2 separate regions of the Sus scrofa genome follow, and region 2 is linked to region 1. A link is a contact called in public HiChIP or PLAC-seq data. All regions are on one chromosome and are shown on one strand. The core of a region is the stretch at or near the end of the contact, and the rest is flanking DNA. Distances in the headings are between cores, read along the strand shown.

Region 1 (6,320 bases), core at 3,366-5,865:
TTTGAAATATATATATATGAATATATATTTTTAAAAATTTTTGCTTCCCTGCAGCATATGGAGTTCTTGGGCCATGGATCAGATCTGAGCCATACATGTAACCTCAGCTGCTGTGGCAATGCCAGATCCTTAACCCACTGTGCTGGCCAGGGATTTAACTTGTATACCGGCATTCCCAAGACACCTCAGATCCCATTGTGCCATAGCGGGAACTCCAGGACCATCTTTTCTTTTTCCTTCTTTTTTTTTTTTTTTTTTTTGGTCTTTTTAGGGCTGCACCCACAGCATATGGAGTTTCCCAGACTAGGGGTCTAATCAGAGCTGTAGCTGCTGGCCTACGCCACAACCACAGCCATGCCAGATCTGAGCCGTGTCTTCAACCTACACCGCTGGTTGAGGCAATGTTGGATCCTTCATCCACTGAGTGAGGCCCGGGATTGAAGCTGCATCCTCATGGATACTGGCTGGATTCATTTCTGCTGAGCCACAATGGGAACTCCAGGACCATCCTTTCTTATGTTCACTAATTATTCATTTTTTTGGGGGGGATTTACTTAAAAAAATTTTTAAAGTACAGTAGATTTACAATGTTGTGCCAATTTCTGCTGTATAGCAAAGTGATTCTCTCTTTACACACACACACACACACACACACACACACACACACACACACACTTTTTCCCCCTCTTTTTTCAGCTGCCACCCTACACCACAGCCACAGTAACTTGGGATCCAAGCCTTGTCTGCAACCTACACCACAGCTCATGGCAATGCCACATCCTTAACTAACTGAGCAAGGCCAGTAATTGAACCCGGAATCTCATGAATACTAGTCATGTTCATTACTGCTGAACCACAATGGGAGCTCCTCCCTCAGAAATTTTAATTAGTGTGATTTTTTTGTTCTTTTAGCCATACCTGCAAAAATACGACTCAGGTTAAAAATCTTAAAATAACCCTTGAGTCTTCTAATTTCCTCACATGAGCATCTAATTCTTACAACTTTATCTTGAGAACGTTCCCCGAACCTGATTATTTGTTACTTTCACTTCTACTACCACTCAGTCTACAGAACGGTCATTTCCTGCTTCAATGAGTGCAATAATCTCTAAGCAGTCTTTCTTCTTCCACCCTTTCCCTTATTAGCTTATGCTCAGAGTGACCCTGCTAAAAAGTTAGATCACTTTTCTTCTCTGCCCAAAGCTCTTCACTCTTTCAGTACACTTAGAGTAAAAACCAAAGTCCTTAAAATGATCTACAAAACCCTGAGTAATCTAGCTCCCTGTTACCTCTCTGAATTCACCTCCCATGATTCTCTTCTTTGCTCACTCCATTCCAGCCACGTTGGGCTGCTTCCATAGAAGGTGACCTTTCATCTCAGGGCCTCTGTACTTGCTGTTCCCTTGGCCTGGCATTTTGTTCTCTTAGATATCTGCATGACTCATTTCCTCACTTCCTTCATGTCTTTTCTCAGATGTCACTGTTCCCCCCGACCATCCTTTATAAATGTCATCCCTAGATATGTTCTATCTCCTTTCCTCTGCTTTATTCTTCTTCGTGATACCCGTCATCATCATTGGTTATTTTCCTCTAGAATGTAAGCTGAGAGGAGGGGTTTTTTTGGGGGGGAGTGGTCTTTTAATACACTGCTATATCACCAGTGCATAGAACAATGTCTGGTATACTGCAGGCACTCAATAAATACTTCTTGGTGAAATAAATGAAAAGTTTTTTTTTTCTTTTTAGGGCTGCACTCGCAGCATATAGAAAATCTGCTGTCGTTTTAACCTCAGTTTGGTCAGCAGGACTAATTATCATCTCCCTTCGTATTTCAGTAAATCTTAGGTCTTATTTCTGTTAATGAGACACCCCCAAAACTTGGCTCTTTCTTTTTTTTTCCTTTTTTTTTGCTTTTTAGGGCCACACTCATGGCAAATGTAAATTCCCAGGCTAAGGGTCAAATTGGAGCTGCAGGCTAGGGATCGAATCTGCATTCTCATGGCTACTAGTTGGATTTGTTTCTGCTGTGCCATGATGGGGACTCCCCTTTTTTTCTTTTATGGCTGCATCCACAGCATATGGACTTTCCTGGGCTGGGGATTGAACTCTTGTGCCTCTCCAGCAACTTGAGCTGCTGCAGCAGGATTTTTTTTTTTTTTTTTTTTTGTCTTTTGTCCTTTGTTGTTGTAAAGTAGGCAAGTGGTCCAGAATACATGATTTCCTCTTCTCTGCTATTTCTTGGGCTGCTCCCGCGGCATATGGAGGTTCCCAGGCTAGGGGTTGAATCGGAGCTGTAGCCACCGGCCTACGCCAGAGCCACAGCAACGCGGGATCCGAGCCGCGTCTGCAACCTACACCACAGCTCACGGCAACGCTGGATCGTTAACCCACTGAGCAAGGGCAGGGACCGAACCCGCAACCTCATGGTTCCTAGTCGGATTCGTTAATCACTGCGCCACGACGGGAACTCCTGCAGCAGGATTTTTAACCCATTGTGCCATAGCAGGAACTCCTGGCTCTTTTTTAAAAGTTTTTTTTTTTTTTTTTTTTTTTTTTTTTTTTTTAGTTTTGGCTGCGTCCATGGGTTGTGGAAGTTCCCAGGGCCAGGGACTGAACTGGAACCACAATAGTGACCTGAGATGCTGCAGTGACAAAATGGGTTCCTTAACTTGCTGTGCCACAAGAGAAACCCACTTGGCTCTTTCTTCTTCATGGTTTCTCCTCCCATATAGCAGGTCTCTAAATCTTGAGTTGATTTCCTAAATCTTATACCAGCTTCATCTCCTAGTGTCTCTAGTTCAGATGTAAGTCTTTTACTCAATGCAGAAATCTACCATGTAGTCTCCAATTCATTTTAGTTCTTCTGATGAAGAGACTTGCTCAGTTCACTGTTCTCTCCACAGACCTTTGTGGCTGCCCATTATCTGTTGAGTAAAGTAGGCAAGTGATCCAAAATACATGATTTCCTCTTCTCTGCTCACTTCAATGCCCGCCTTCTGGACTATCTGTCTTCTCTCACTGTGATTTAAAACTATGACACTCTTGGGAGTTTTTTTTTTTTTTCCATTTTTTTTATTACTCAAATGAATTTATCACATCTGTAGTTGTATAATGATCATAACAATCTGATTTCACAGGATTTCCATCCCACAGCCCAGGCACATCCCCCCACCCCCCCACTCTTGGGAGTTTCTGCTGTGGCACAGTGGCTTAAGAACCTGACTGCAGCAGCTTGGGTTGCTGTGAAGGTCCAAGTTAGATCCCTAGCCTGGTGCAGTGGGTTAAGGATCCTGAGTTGCCTCAGCTGTGGCAGAGGTTACAGGTGTGGCTGGGATTCAATCCCTGGCCTGGGGAACGTACCTATGCTGCAGGTGCGGCCATTAAAAAAAAAAAACAACAACAAACTACTGCACTTTTCAAGTTACAATTATCTTCTCTGGAGTTCTGGAGAGAAAACAGGGCTGAAGAATTGGATATGAGACTGTACACATACTTTACTACTTCACTAAAAAACTGTAGAGGAGTTCCCGTCGTGGCTCAGTGGTTAACGAATCCGACTAGGAACCATGAGGTTGCAGGTTTGATCCCCGGCCTTGCTCAGTGGGTTAAGGATCTGGCGTTGCCATGAGCTGTGGTGTAGGTTGCAGACGCGGCTCGGATCCGAGTTGCTATGGCTCTGGCGTGGGCTGGCGGCTACAGCTCCAATTGGACCCCTAGCCTGGGAACCTCCATATGCCGAGGGAGCAGCCCAAGAAATGGCAAAAAGACAACAAAAAACTGTAGAGATGTAAATCTTTCTTAATCCTTTACTAAAAAGTAAATTTTTTTTGTGGTGGAGGCTGGGTCTATGGCATTCAGAAGTTCTGTCGCCAGGGATCTAACTCTGTCACAGGGGTGACCTGAACCACAGCAGGGACAAGGCTTGGATCTTAACCACTAGGGAACCAGGGAACTCCCAAAAGTCGATTTTCCAGAGCAATTGAATCCATTATACTCTGACTTTTTCTAGAGTTAACTGTTTATGCTTCTTTATCTTCCACCAATTAGGAACTTTTGGGAACAAAGATTTATCTTACTCAGTTATGAACCTCCATGCACTTGATTCCAGAACTCCAATAAGCGCAGAAGGAAGTAAACATTTGGGATTGGATTACCTGGTTTAAATTCCTTTGAAAGTCAGAACTGGAGGGAGATTTAGAGGTCACCTTTCAACTCATTCGGTTGTAAACAGGAAAAGTGAGGCCCAGAAAGTATCATAGTACTTTGCACCAAGTCAATGACCCGGGGCCAGATGCCAGACATCCTTATTCCCAAATACATCTCCTTGGTAAACCTTTGTGCGTCCCTTGGAGATTGATGGGTCGCGGCTTCCCGCCTGGGCAACTTCTTTAACCCTGACGCGTTACCCTCTCAGAGACCCATCCCCTTTCCTCCCTCCTTTCTGGTCAGCAGGGTTCACTCATTCCTTCGAAACGCTCCAGACAGGAGTTGTTCAGCCCTAGGAGAGATTAGTCACTTTACCGACGACTCCTCCCATTGGCTCGAGGGGTGGAGCGCGGCGCCATGACATCAGACGCCGAAAGGGGCGGAGCCGTGAGAGGAAGGAGGAGGGAAGCGGGACTTCAACATGGCGGCTGTGGTACTGGCGGAGGCTACGGTGACGGCCTGGCCTGGGGCGGCCAGAGTTGGAGGTGGTGGCGTTCGCTCTCCCTAGGAGCCGTCAGGAGCTCAGCGGGGACCGAGCCTGGGAGGCCGGTCGGCGGCAGCACCTTTCGGCTTCTGGGACGGCAGAGGCGGCGGCGTTCAGGTGAGGGGGCCTCCCGCTGGGGGAGGGGGAGAGGGGCGGAGTTGGGGGAGGAAGCCGGTACTGGGAGACGGATGGGGGAGGGACAGGGAAGAAGCCGGAGGCTGAGAGGAATGAAAGGAGCTGCAGCCCAGGGGGGTGTGAGGGCGAAGGGGACGGAGATGGGTGACTTGGGGAGGATTCTGGGAGAAGGGTCGAAGTGAGGGGACCAGAGTTGAAAGGGCGGAGGGCAGATGGGTTGCGGGAAAATAAATGAATTCGGATTAAGGGGACTAATACCCTCCTGGAAAATAGTCGCGGTAGAGTGAGAGCGCTCCGTGGGAATTAGAGGATGTTGATGCGAGGGACCCAGGTGTTAGTAAAGGTGAGTGATAGGAAGTTGAGAGTAAACTGGGGACGTGAAATGCAGATTTAGTTCTCCTCGAGGCGGTGAGATTTGGGAGAAAGAGAGACCAGACCCGGAGTGCATGATCTTTGGGGGTATCTTTGACATTGTCTGGTCTTCTCCGGGTATGTTAACCTTGCTTCTTTTGTTTGTTTCTTGGGTGGAGACTTATCTATACCTGGGGTTCACAAACAGCCCCAAATCTTTCGTGGGGAACATCAAGTTATAGTTCATTTATTTGTTCTCTATCAGTGATCTCTGACCTTTGTGTTATAGCCACATGTTCTTGTTTCCAGACGAGCTTCTTAAATGTATGACTGGGCATAATACATTTTATATTAAGCTGAAATGAAATTTTGAGAGTTTTTAGACACCACGAGTGTTGTAAAACCAGGTTTGGTAATTTAGTGACCTATTAAATATATTCTAACTCGATTTACTAGTGCTTTCTCTTTTTTCCTCAGTTCTGATTATTAGAATTTGAGAATTTCGATAGATATGATGGATGTTTCTCTTTAGAATTTTGTTACATTTGATGATGTGAAAAACAGGGCACTTAGTTTTTAGTGATAGCCAGCTCTTTCTAGTTAATGTCCCAACCTAGTTAAACTGAAAGTTTCTATTATTTTGTGAAAAAATGTTAACTATCTAAAGTCTAGAAAAATTACATTGTATTAGCCTACTTTTTAAAGTGGAATTTTTTAAGTTAAATTTTCCTAATCCATCCTGTTCATTCTTTCTGTTATTTATTCAACACTTATTCAATGCCTATTGTGTATTGCATTAATAAGACATTATAATTATGGAAATGGGAAAATTAATGTTTCTCTAGTGAAAATCTATCATTGCATAGCAAATAAATTATTAACTTGCTATGGCCTCATTGGAAGGAAAAGTGTTTTTTGCAAAGAAAGACTAAGGAAGAAAATTATGTGAATGTTTAGAACTTTCTGAATTTTTTTTTTGTTTTTTGTCTTTTTAGGGCCGCACCCACAGCATATGGTGGTTCCCAGGCTAGGGTTCCAATTGGAGCCATAACCACCAGCCTGCACCACAGCAACATAGGATCCGCGCCGCGTCCGCAACCTACACCACAGCTCACAGCAACACCGGATCCTTAACCCACTGATT
Region 2 (7,140 bases), core at 2,660-5,159, 48 kb before region 1:
GTTCTCTTGTGCAGTGGGTTAAGGATCTAGTGTTGTCACTGCAGCAGCTTGGGTTCCACTCTTGGCCCAGGAACTTCCACATGCCATGGGCGTGGCCAAACACAAAAAACAACTCATGTTTAAATCCTTGCCTATGTCCTTTATAAACACTTCTCCTAGTACTTAAGACTTTCTTGATCTAGAGCCATCCTCTCTTTCAACTGATCCAAGATATGTTTCTGCCCAGGGTTAATTTACCCCGCCATTATGACATTTCTTGTCTATTCATACAGGATGAGGTGAAAACAGAGAGCAGCTGGGCCTACATTTCATCTTTTCCCACAAGTTATTCAGAATCATCTCCCACCTGCAGGCTCTGCCTTTTCTCACTTGGCATTATTTGTGCTATTTGTTTTTTTGTGGGGGGTTTTTTGTTTGTTTTTTGCTTTTTAGGGCTGAACTTTTGGCATATAGGAGTTCTCAGGCTAGGGGTTGGATCGAAGGCACAGCCACTGGCCTACACCACAGCCACAGCAGCGTGGGATCCGAGCTGTGTCTGCCACCTGAGCTATAGCTCATGGCAGTGCCAGGTCCTTAACCCACTGATCGAGGTCAGGGATCACACCGGCATCCTCATGGATCCCAGTCTGGTTTGTTGACCGCTAAGCCATGATAGGAACTCTGCAATTGTGCTATTTGTGCTCTTTTGTTACAATCATATCCACAACATCAATTATGGATTGACTTATTTTATCCAGGCTTGTAAATGCCCTGGTTAAATTTACTGATGAAATGTCCCCTTCATTCACTTATAACTGTCTTCTAAGTCATTCTATGTAAAAATACTCCACTCACGGCATGTTCAATTTTTCTCTCTTTTTACTCCTTTTCAGAACGCTACTTTGCAAAGGTCAAACACTGACATCCTAAAACATACCACTAAACATACCTGCCTTCCCTTTCCCATGGGAAATACATTTTTAGATTCTACCTCCTAAAAGAATATTTGTCTTATTCCTACCTTCAGTCAAGTGCAATTTAAAATACTTCTGGAGTTCCCATTGTGGCACAGTGGTTAACGAATCCGACTAGGAACCATGAGGTGGCGGGTTCGATCCCTGCCCTTGCTCAGTGGGTTAACGATCCAGCGTTGCTGTGAGCTGTGGTGTAGGTTGCAGAGGCGGCTCGGATCCCGAGTTGCTGTGGCTCTGGTGTAGGCTGGCAGCTACAGCTCCGATTCGACCCCTAGCCTGGGAACCTCCATATGCCACGGGAGCGGCCCAAGAAATGGCAAAAAAAATAAATAAATAAAATACTTCTACATATGCCCTTAGGCTAGCAGACAACACCTAGGTTTTTACTGTCCTGTATCCTGGAGTTCTCACTGTGGTGCAGCAGAAATGAATCCAACTGGTATCCATGAAGACAAGGGTTTGATCCCTGGCCTCGTTCAGTGGGTTAAGGATCTGGCATTGCCATGAACTGTGGTGTAGGCCTGCAGCTGCAGCTCCAATTCAGCCCCTAGCCTAGGAACTTCCATATGCCACGGGTTCAGCCTTTAAAAAAAGATGGCAGAGCAAAACATATATCCTATATCCTGAATGATGCCCTGATCATCATTCTTTCCTGTCTTTCCTCCTAGGCCTCTGACTTAAAAAACAAAGAAGAAGAAAATCTAGAAGCAGTGGCATACCTACATGGCAAGAGACCTAAAGAAATAGACTCCTCTGAAGATTTATCAGAAATGAGGTATGGAAGTAAGAAAACAAATAAAAAAAGAGAAAAAGTCATGAACAGATAGGAGTGAATGGAGAGGAGAATAAGGCAATGTCCTCCCAAAAGAACTAATGGGGAAAACCAGCAGTGAGTGATCCTAGAGCATGTGGAGCCACATATCCAGGACTAAGAGACACTTAACCCATCCCAGACACTTACCGTGTTGCATTTTGTGCCACACACCACTTGCCTATGATTTAGCCACTGAGATGCAAACACTTTATTGAGGGTCCCAAGGTGAAACTCTCTTTCCTTCAGGAGACTGGGAAGTTGCTGTGCTGCATAACCATGCAACACTCGAGAGTAGTTGGTTTCATTCTGTAGCCTGACTTCTCGGTTCTTCAGGTAGTACACTAAGGATCTCTTCACTGGGGGGAGTCTTTTCCTTTTGTGCAGTGAATGATCCCAGCCAAACTGTGGAAAGCAAAATTAAAAATCAAGGCTTTTGCTACCTTTGTCAGATGGAGAGATCCTACTGTATTAAGGAACTCAACAAAAATTCTTTCTGCAGGATTTACATACAACAGAAACACAATACTAGGAGTTCCCATTGTGGTGCAGTGGTTAATGAATCCGACTAGGAACTATGAGGTTTCGGGTTCAATACCTGGCCTTGCTCAGTGGGTTAACGATCTGGCGTTGCTGTGGCTCTGGTGTAGGCTGGCTACAGCTCCGATTCGGCCCCTAGCCTGGGAACCTCCATATGCCACGGGAGCAGCCCAAGAAATGGCAAAAAAAAAAAAGACCAAAAAAAAAAAAATACAATACAAAACAAAAGACAGCAAAGTCAATCTAAAGTCCAGTTTAACTCTCCCAACATTGAAAAGATGCTGCTCATAGTCAAACCTACCTACAGGAAACAAGGGCTGAAAGACAAGGACATGAAAGCAGAAAAAAGGACAAAAGAAAACTAAGTCTTCTTAGAAGTGAAGGATTCAGGTATCTAAAAGTACCTGAGTACTTTTGATAGGGGAGGGAATAAAGGGCAGAGACAGACCTGGACTACATCTCTAATGGCCCCCTTCTCTGTCTCGGCCTGCACTCCCTGCAGAGCATAGAAGGTGCAGCCCAAGGAGCCTGACTAGGATCCCAGGTCTTTCAGGCAATGGCCACCTTCCTGTCACCAGGTCCATGCTCCAGACAGTTGAAAAATTTGAAAAATTAAACACCAAAGGGGTGGCAGGCATGGGAAATCTGAGTCTGAATACCACCACCAAGGTCTTCCCTGCCAAAGAGAGCTGGATAGGAGTGATACCTGAAAACTGCTGTCTCTCCTAGGCGTCCAAGTACCAAAAGACCCAGCTCAGGGCTTGAGGATCCTTAGGGAGGCTCATTCCTATATGAGATACGCAATCATCTCCGCTTCCCCCGGCCACTGGAAGGGGGGCTTAACTTTCCCTTCACGTATTTGTGGGAGGTTTTGTTCCCTTCCTTCGATTCCTTTTGATCCCCTTCCTTTAAACCCAGATTGCTTCTCCCCAAACCCCACTCCCGGCTGCAGGCCTCCCTGGAATATACCTCATTCTCATGTTCCCCTTTAGCTCCTCAGCCCTGCGGTCTTTCTGCTTTCCAGTGAACTCCTAAGGGCCCATCCCTGATTCTACAGACCGAGGTTCTGCTCTTCCCCTCCACCTCCAGCTCCCCCCCTCCAAACCCCCGACTATAGATCTTGGACCCCGTTAAGGTTTCCTCATCTGCGAACCCTATTCCCTAGGTGTCTCGGTCTAATCACCCGGCTCCCACTTCTCAGCCCTCACCTGTGGGCCCTGAGCGTCGCTCCCAGCTCCCGGCGAGGCGGGCGCTTTCCGCTTCCTGCTAACTGCTTTCCGGGCCATAGTGGGCAGCGCCGCGGCGGCCCCGCAGCCACATGGGGCGGGGGAAGCGTGGGGGAGCAAGAAGGCGGGTCATATACTGGGCCCCGGGGCCGCGCACCTTAGCGCGCTCGGCCCGGAAAATGACCCGGACCCCGGGCGGCAGTAGAAAATAAGGAAGGTAAGCAGAAGGGAAGGAGGGAAGGAGGACTGGGGCCGGGAAAGGGAAGGGAAAGGGGAAGGGGAGGCAGGAACCCGAAGCTTTACGACGACGGAGTCTGGAAAGGACGGCGAGCGGCTGGAACCAAAACACCCCTCCCCTTCGCCCGCGCTCCGTCACCCTCGCGCAGCCGCACTTGGCAGCACGTCGTCTAGGAGACGCGGTCGGGACTAGGGGGCGGGGTTTGGGGTTCGCAGTAGAGTTTGTGGCTGTTGCTTAACCCCACCCTCCCCGCCCCCCGCGCCGCGCTCCGGACATTTTTCAACCGCCGTCTGACGACCGCTGGAGATGTGCGACTTGCGGGTAAAGGAATTTAGGTTCTACCCGCCGACTTCACCGCCCTGCGCGCCCGCTTGCCCAGCGCAGGCACCTCGCTCGGAGAAGGAATCCCTCCTAACACGCCTTTACCCCGCAGTCGCTTCTGGTTATCTCCTTTTGAAGGCTGCACGTTTCCCCGAACTCTATTAAACCGAGCCCTGGCTCCAAGGATTGGACACTTCGGGAAGAGGCATAACTACCCTCTCCCGCCACACCCACTCTCGACCCCGCAAGGTGGAGTCCGGCTCGAAATCCACAGCAGTTTGTTCAGACTTTCACACTGTAGAGAACTTGTCCGGCCCTGCCCGGGTTCCCCCACCAACACCATCCCAGGGGCCTCTGGCTGCCCTCTCCCCAACTCCTGGGGTGCTCTTGGGCTTCATTTTCCACCCGGTCTTCTCCCTCCCTCGGCTGCCCCCCCCCCCCCCCCCCGTCGCTGTACTAACCGCAACAGCCTTCCAGTCACCTCTCCCTTAGCTGCTGCGTGGGACCTCACTGCCCTTTAGCGTCCCACTACCTCCTGGCCGCACTGTCTTTTGTGCTCTACGAAATAGGCCTCCCTCCGTGATTTATATTTCTTAGTCTCCCATGCAGTTCTAAGCTAAGGACTGGAACAGAGGTCTGTCTGCCACTCCCTGCTTCTCTCTTGGGGCCCAAGTTGCGTCTCCATCAGGGCAGATTGGGTGAAATTCTAAACCACCGAGAAGAGTGGCGTTTGACCTGTCAGTATAGTTAAAGCTGGCATTGGTCACCGGACAAGCGCTCTTCCTTCAGAATCACCCTTGCCTCCGTTTTCAGAAGATTGTGTAGGGATTTGAGTGCCAGCCCCCACTTTGCTCAGATAAAGAAATCCTTTGAGGAAGCAGGAAGCTCTTGCTTGGCTTGGGGCTGACTGGCCTCAGGCTTTAGTGCCCAGTTACCTGCTCATCCATCCCTTCAGGCTTCAGGCCTCATACCTGCAGGGAGCTCTGTTGGCCCATCTGAAGTTCTGCCTACAAGGAGATTTGGATTTGTTTTCCAAGCCGAACCAAAAACCAGATTGAGACAGTGTCTTCCGCCATCCCAAGTCAGCACTGCAGCTAATCCCTAATGCCACCTCGGGAAAGGCAGCCCCATCTTACTTAGTCAGGACTATCTCTTCAGAGACATACACCCAAGTGGGTCAGCAGTGGGTCAGCTTTCCTTTTTTGAGCCAGTTGTTCCAGTTCTGTCTTGCCTCACAATGCTCTGGATGACCCAGGAGCCCATTGGCCAAGAGTCTGGAATTCCTTTGAGAATCTCTAAGCTAATGCTTGGCTGCATTTGAATCTTGGTCTCTGTTCATGTCAGAGGTCTTAGGCTTATCCTCAAGCTTGGTGCACTTCATTTTGACATCCCAGGAACTATCCCTGAATGCAGAGCTCACCATTTCTGTGGGAACAAAATAGAATGAAGATTTATTTGGAAGTTTAAAAGTTTATAATTGCTTTTAAAAGACTGATAATACCAAGAATTGGTGAGAAAGTAGAATGATTAGAACTCTCGAGTGGGTGTGTAAATTGGCACAAACAATTTGGAAAAAATCTGTGGCAGTACCTACCAAAGCTAAATACATGTACCCTATCATCAAGCAGCTCTACTTTGTTTTTTTGTTTTGTTTTGTTTTGTTTTGCGATTTCTTGGGCTGCTCCCACAGCATATGGAGGTTCCCAGGCTAGGGGTCAAATCGGAGCTGTAGCCGCCGGCCTACACCAGAGCCACAGCAATGTGGAATCCGAGCCGCATCTGCGACCCACACCACAGCTCACAGCAACGCCGGATCCTTAACCCACTGAGCAAGGCCAGGAATCAAACCCACAACCTCATGGTTCCTAGTCGGATTCGTTAACCACTGAGCCATGATGGGAACTCCAAGCGGCTCTACTTTGTAAACCCAAAAGAAATGAATGTTTATGTCCACCAAAAGTCATTTACAAGAATATTCATAGCAACTTTATTCAAAGTAGGCCTAAATTGGAAATAGTTCAAATGGCAATCAATATTAAAAAAGATAAACTCAGGATTTCCATGAATTTATCAGGCTCGATAATTTACTATAATGGCTCGCTGAACTTGGAAATAAAAACTATTACTGGTTTATTATAAAAGATATTGTAAAGGACACACATAAACAGCTAGATGAAAAGTTTCATAGGATGAGATCTGTAAGGGTCCTGAGCACAGGAACTTCTGTCCCCAGAAAGTTTGGTGTGTGCCACCCCCATGGCATGTGGATATGTTCACCAACTTGGAGCTCTCCAAACCTTATAGTTGAGGGTTTACATGGAGGTTCTATTGCGTAGACATGATTGATTAAATCGTTAGCCATTGGTAATTAATTCCCTGTCCCTCTCCCTTTCCTAGACATTGGGAAGGTGGTGCTGAAAGTTCCAATGCTCTTGGAGTTCCTGTTGTGGCTCAGAAGATTAAGAACCAGACTAATATCCATGAGGATGTGGGTTCGATCTGTGGCCTTGCTCAGTGGGTTAAGGATCTGGCATTGCCATGAGCTGTGGCATAGGTCGAAGATATGGCTTGGATCTGGCATTGCTCTGGCTGTGGTGTAGGCCAACAGCTGCAGCTCTGATAAAACCCCTAGGCAGAACTTCTAATTGCCGAAAGTACAGCCATAATAAGAGAAAAAAAAGAATGAAAATTCCAAAGCTATAATGAAAGGTTTGTTCCTCTGGCAACTAGCCTCCATCCTAAATATATCTAGGGGCCCATCTTGAGTCATCCCATTAACATAATTTCAAATACCAAAAGGGAGTTATGAATAGCAAAAGCTGCTCCTCTTAGCATTATCGCTTATGAATTACAAGAGTTTTAGGTGCTCTTGTGCCATGCACCAGGGATAAAGACTAACTAACTATATATATATTTCTTATTATATCACAATATTACAGTAATAGAAGTCAGAATAGTCATTATTCTTTGTGGTTACTAGCTGGGAAGAGAACCCAAGGAGGCTTCTGCCGTGCAGGCAATTTCCATAGCTTGATCTTGTGGTGATGTGTG

What was found. HiChIP or PLAC-seq counts read pairs in DNA pulled down with a chosen protein or histone mark.
Region 2: an H3K27ac HiChIP or PLAC-seq map of alveolar macrophages shows a contact between it and region 1. The contact joins the promoter of DCAF12 here to the promoter of UBAP1 in region 1. A contact is called at or near these places in 1 of 5 promoter capture datasets (liver), 14 of 47 Hi-C or Micro-C datasets (alveolar macrophages, blood, embryonic fibroblasts and 6 more) and 2 of 2 datasets of contacts at active chromatin or transcription factors (alveolar macrophages and skeletal muscle).

What each region holds. Positions count from the first base shown.
Region 1 is chr10:32,624,329-32,630,648 of Sscrofa11.1, reverse strand. UBAP1 (ubiquitin associated protein 1) reads left to right here and starts at 4,615. Exons shown (of 8, transcript NM_001267841.1): 1 at 4,615-4,807.
Region 2 is chr10:32,670,751-32,677,890 of Sscrofa11.1, reverse strand. It overlaps DCAF12 (DDB1- and CUL4-associated factor 12), which reads right to left and starts at 3,909. Exons shown (of 9, transcript XM_021064687.1): 1 at 3,513-3,909; 2 at 1,915-2,169. The coding sequence starts at 3,590.